Regions from separate parts of the Anas platyrhynchos genome. Here region 2 is linked to region 1. The links are chromatin contacts, called in public Hi-C maps. All regions are on one chromosome and are shown on one strand. Each heading gives the region's core, a stretch centred on a gene start, on an enhancer-like site or on the middle of the called end of the contact. The rest is flanking DNA. Distances are from core to core; before and after follow the strand shown. Region 1 overlaps MRPS6 (mitochondrial ribosomal protein S6). Region 2 overlaps KCNE2 (potassium voltage-gated channel subfamily E regulatory subunit 2).

Region 1 (2,815 bases), core at 187-2,686:
TGAGGGGCCCGACAGCAAGAAATCTCCCTGCAGCCTGCCTGGAAGGAACCAGTCCTCCAGAAGAGGTGCCCAGCTGGCACGGGCTGTGGCCGAGCATCGCAGAAGCCGAGGGAGCGGTGCCAGTTCACGTCAGCTAAGGTGCTGCTCCTCTGATAGCAGCAGGAGGGCTGCTACGAGCTGCAGAAAAAGCTCACCTTAGCAAGGATTTGGAGGAAATATGGTGGGCTTGGTCCCCCTTGCAGATCCTCACACACAGAGCTTAATTTATTTGGAAAGCTGAGCTGCCTCTTATTTTCTGGAGACCAGTAAACAGGAGATATCACCTGGTTAACAGTTTAGGGAGAGAAACGAGCTTTAATCTTGGACAATTCAATAAAACTGCGGCATAGCAACTTCTGAAGGATGCACACCCCTTGAAAAGGGAAAGTCGCATCTTCTGTTAAAGCCATTAAAAGCCACTGGTAAATTTAACAGATGCCACTTCAATCCCCTCCTTTGGAAGAACCCTTACAAATTCTTAATCAGTTGCAGCTAATAAAAGGGACGACGGGGGGAGAAATTTGAGCTGATGATACACCACCACTCACCTGCCCCCTTCCCCAAGCAGTTGGTTCACAAGAGCATTCGTTCGGATTGCAACCTGTGCTCTCTGCCATCCCTTTTTATTCCCAGTTCTCCAGAATTTCATTTCATTTCTGCTTTCAAGTCATATGCTGCTTTTCATTGTGTTCCTAAAACGGCAATATTTTTTTTCCCCTCCCTCTCAAAAGGCTGCTTTGCAACTTTGTGCTTTCTCTCACATTAGCAAAGGGTGGAAATTTCCACTGACGCACTGTTGATAACTGAAGGAGAAGTGGGGGAAGGGAGGATGAGCTGTTGCAGCATATCTTTATATGACTCCTCGCAGAATAGGTATTTTATCTGAGGGTACAAAACTGCAGTCACTGGCGACAATGCCATTTCTTGAAACAACACCCATTCCTCAGCATAACAGGCAATGATTGCCTCCCTGTGCCAAAAGAGAAGGAAGGAAAAGAGGGCCAGCATAAAAAAAAAAAATATATTATTCTTTCATTAAAGAAAGAGCAGAAACTGACTGCTGCAAGCAAAACAACCAAATGCAATTGATAATGCAATTCCTGAGGAGATCTGGAGCACCTTTCCTCTAAATACATGCATTTAAATTAGCTGCCATCAGGCTGTGGGCTTTTTTTAAGCCCGCTCTCCATAAAGCATGCAGTAACCTTAATTTCAGCCGGCCATCTCTGACCCGACACACCACGCTGCCGCCACTGTTTGCGTAGTAAACAAAAGCAAATCCCAGCCAGACTCAAAGATGGGGAAAAATACAGGAATGCAGGAGGGAAACTACCTCATTCCTGCAAGCAAAAATGCAGAAGCGTTCAGGCTGCCCAGGAGTCAGCCGAGTCATCAGGGGAGAAATGCAGGAAAATTCCACTGATTCACTATGAGACCACAGTTATTTTTGTCATCACGCTCCACTGTAAATAGAAGGATGATTTAAATACAGGAGAGCAGCCTAACCACTGAAATGTACTGAAACAATGTGTTAATTGAAAAAAAAAAAAAAAAGAGGAAAATCATAGGATTTCAGGAAAAGAAGGACATGCTTTTGCATATGAAAAAAATGCTATGTTTCATGTATCCTTTTTAATACATCCAAGCCAGAAATCATTTGAATTTGAGTCCTAAGGTCCTATGGATGCTTGTATATTTTGCTTTCACATGGACAGTCTGTGACTTCAAAGAACCCTGAAAGGCACCTGGATCAAAACTCACTTTTAAATCCTCCTGGAATATGACTGTGAGGCTATGTTCAATGTACCTGAGGAACAGAGGGAAAAAAGCACACTTACAGGGGACTTGGAAGAGGCTGTGTGGTGCCATTGTTGTGCCCAGAAAATGTCTGTATGCTTAAAGATGATAAGCTTTAATAATAAACTCAATTAGCTATCTTTCCTTTAAATTTCTCCTTTACGCAGCAACACGAAGTTTAAGTAAGCTTCCCCAGTAGGAGAGTGGAAGATACAAAGGCAAGAAAATGTACAACTAAAGCATCCCAGAAGGAAACAAGAAACTATCTGGAGGAAAGCAAGCTGCAGTACTCTCATGGAAGTAGCTGGACAGTCGTTTTCTCCATGGTAATCCTCTGTTAATGAAATTGCTCTGCTACCAGAATGCCCACTTCATCTTTGGAACCACTGAGTTGCTCTTGAAGAGCAGTAGTTTTGCTTTTCTCTTTGGCTCTTGTGGTCACTATTCTTCCTTAGCAGGGCAGGTGGGTGAGTTTATGCTCAGAAGGACCATCATCTTGTAGCTGGAAGAACTAATACACGTGTTACTACTTCTAACTAAAACACTCCTATGGAATAGAAGAAAGACCTCTGAAAATCACAAGGACAGCAACGGAGACATTCCAGATCAAAACCAAAAGCCAGTGCTTTAGTAACTAGATTGTGCCACAGCAATGACACAAATAATCCACAATGAACCAATACTGGGGAGAAAAAAAAATACTTTTTGTTGTTGTTGTTATTGTTTTGTTTTTTTTAAAAACTGTGCACATTCTTCAGAAATTTCATTTGCCAAATTCTATACCCAGACGCCTGTTATTAAGCTAATTAAATAACAGAAAGACATTCTGCAGCGTTGCAGAAAAATTCTGTTTCACTGCAAAAGAGAAACAAGCCTGACCTACTCGGAGTGTTTGACAAGTCACGCTCTCTGGGCAGCATTTGAGATGTCTGCAAATTTGTTATGAGCACAGCTGCAGTTACACAGCAAGTATTAATTC
Region 2 (2,732 bases), core at 197-2,696, 130 kb before region 1:
TGTTTCTTCAGCCAGCTGCCATGGTGATGGATCCAGTCCGGAGGGGGTACTAACACAATACTGCTGCTGTATTCTGGAGAGCACTGCATGCTCCAGCGTGGCAGTCTCCCTCTGCTGCTACTGCCAGCTGCTGCAAGGGTTTGACAGGAGCTCCTGGGTGCACATATGAACAAGTTAAAAGAGAGGTTAGCCCATGGTCATCAAAGCCAAGTGCCTCCTCAGGACTTGCTCTGATTCAGAAACCCAGACAGTGGCAACAGTAGATAAGGATAGGTCTGGGCTTGGCCCACTGGAGCTGATGAAGAATTATTTGCTGACACAGTAACCATGTGAGCATCCTTCTGGCTAGATGGTAAACCACAGGGAGTCTGGAATCAGTTGCCCAGGTTCAGGTTTGAGGTATGTAGTGTGTATTATGATCTACTGAAGATGGGGCCTGAATCTTGGAGAGGCTGCAGAAGTTCCCATGGAAGGGTTGCTGCAGCTGTAAGCACACTGAGGACACTGAAGTGTATGGATGAGGCCAACTTTTATGGGAATAACTCTGCCACTTAGGTTAGCACTCACAGAGAGACACTTGCACACGTGGTTACTGTGCAGGCAAACCCCTAGATGAATCTGGTACCATTTACCAATGGAGCCAGGAAGAAGAAGGCATGCCTTATGCTGGCTGAAATGCACTTAGCCTTTCCTCTCAGTCTGGCTGAGAAGACGAGGGCAAAGTTATCAAGAATCAAAGTGCAGAAAACTGCATGGATATTCTTCCTGTTTACAACCTAGTCAGCGTCAAAGTTTGGCCGCCCAAAAGGCTGGAGCCGACGGCTGGGTAACCCTACGAGCTGGCACTTCTATTTACTCGCCTTTGCTAAGCCACAGATTCACCTTCACTCTTGCACTCTGACTATATCCAGACAGCAAAGGAGAAAGCCAGAGGCTGAGCTCGTGCACGTCAGGTGCCGTTTTCGGGAGTGACCACACCGTGTCCCCACAGAGCTGCACTTCCATCCCTCCATCCACCCGCAGAAAGGCTTCCAAGTGGTAGCTCATCTGCATGCCCATAAATACACCCCCCTCCAGCGCTGCTGTAACCCCTACTTATATGGTTAGAGCTGGCAGGAAAATAGTCCTGACCTTCAATTGCTACCAGTCCACTCAGTCCAGGCCCGGTGAGGCGAGTACATAAAAAAAAAAAAAAAAAAAAAAACAACATGTAAAGGTCAAAATTCAAGGTCTGCTGCTCATTACTAAGAAATAGCACCAGAAACCCTCCTCATTTGCATAAAACACTTCGTGCTGAGATCTGAAACGTCCTGAAAACAAAGGTAAGCACCACTAGCCCCATTTCACAGATGGAAAAGTGACCCGATTGCCAAGACCACACAGCAGGCACGCAGCAGACCTGAACCAGATTAGGCTCGTGGCTGTCTCTTATCGCCGCACTGGACCACACTCCCAAGCCTGTGCAATAAGGAGACAGTGGGGTTTTGTTTTCCCAAACTCTGGAACGCCAGAGGTTACTATCGTGTATCTGAAAGGGCAGAGCAATGTGGGCCGTGACACCTTACCTCCTTCCCTTGCCCTTTCAAACACAGCATGTCTCTTCAAAAGTTGGGCAATTCAAGGAGGACATGGGATCCTCTCATCTGCAGCCAGGCCTGCCACCCACCTGGTTGGTATTCAAGGGTGGGAGCACTAGGGTCAGATGAGGCCCATATCATCTTGCTAAAATGGGGAAAGGGGTGGGGAGAAAAGGGGGAATAAGTACATGTAGGACCATGGTTTCACAGTGAAGACCATCAACAGCCACCAGGCACACAGAGATCCCTGGCCAGACTGTTCACTGGGATAAAGGCAAATTTGAGAGCAGTGACGCACAGAGAAAAAGTTTGAAGGACACCTTCAAACCAAGAGCAAGAGCAACAACTTTCCATAGGGCAAGATACTTCTTCCTTGATTATAAAGACTTTCAGGAAGCCCACAGACAGGAAAGCCCTTAGATGAGAGGAAGATAACTGTTAATCCACCAGCAGATTGCAGCAGATTTGAAGGAAAGCTCACAGCTCTCAGAGTGGCATGTCAGCACATCGCTGTGACAGTAGGCCTCATCTCACTACAGGTACACCCCCAGTCAGCAATAGTTACTCTGTGGCTCAGATCATCATTTCTGGGCAGAAAGATGTAGGGCCAGACCACCAGCCCCATCTCAGCAAGGCGCTCGTGCCATGCCTCCACCTACTGAGGTCACATCACTAGCTCTTCCATCAGTCCATTTCGCATCAAGGATTCTTCAGCTAACCAGTCATCTGATCATTAGCCATTTTTTTTTGCTCCAGAAAAAGAAGGTAACCAGTGAGTCTGGTTTTCAGCAGTGTAATTGTACGTTGATGGCTCATGGTGGAGGAGCCCAATGGAAAGCCATGGGACACAGCCCCACATCTACAAAAGTGGAAAACCAGAGGATAAGCTCCTAGGATCAGATCCACACAACACAATGGAGAGAGTGAACACAAAGGTTCACTCTCTCCATTGCCACATAGGCCTTCAGCTTAGAGGCACAGCAAAACACAGAATCCTTCCCTGCACATGCCGTCCTAATGGAAAAGACTGTCTTACTTGGGAAAATTGCAGTTGCCCCACCTACCCCATCTCATGTGAGCAAGTTGCTTCAGTTTTGCCCCTAATGGCATAACCTGTTCACTGTCCATCCAGGCCTAAATTGCAGAGAAATCCTG

Evidence for each region. A called contact is a pair of places that touch in the nucleus more often than the background predicts.
Region 2: a contact with region 1 is called in a Hi-C map of liver, with 2.8 times the contacts expected there. The contact joins two enhancer-like sites. A contact is called at or near these places in 3 of 8 Hi-C or Micro-C datasets (liver, skeletal muscle and subcutaneous adipose tissue).

The regions. Positions count from the first base shown.
Region 1 is chr1:111,150,727-111,153,541 of IASCAAS_PekinDuck_T2T, reverse strand. All of the region lies in intron 2 of MRPS6 (mitochondrial ribosomal protein S6), which reads right to left. Among named protein-coding and RNA genes, the nearest start is that of MRPS6, 42 kb to the right of the region's middle. Within about 2 kb of position 1,436, at least 3 of the 8 cell types and tissues checked have an H3K27ac peak or open chromatin away from gene starts, as enhancers often do.
Region 2 is chr1:111,283,710-111,286,441 of IASCAAS_PekinDuck_T2T, reverse strand. All of the region lies in intron 2 of KCNE2 (potassium voltage-gated channel subfamily E regulatory subunit 2), which reads right to left. Among named protein-coding and RNA genes, the nearest start is that of SMIM11, 21 kb to the left of the region's middle. Within about 2 kb of position 1,446, at least 5 of the 8 cell types and tissues checked have an H3K27ac peak or open chromatin away from gene starts, as enhancers often do.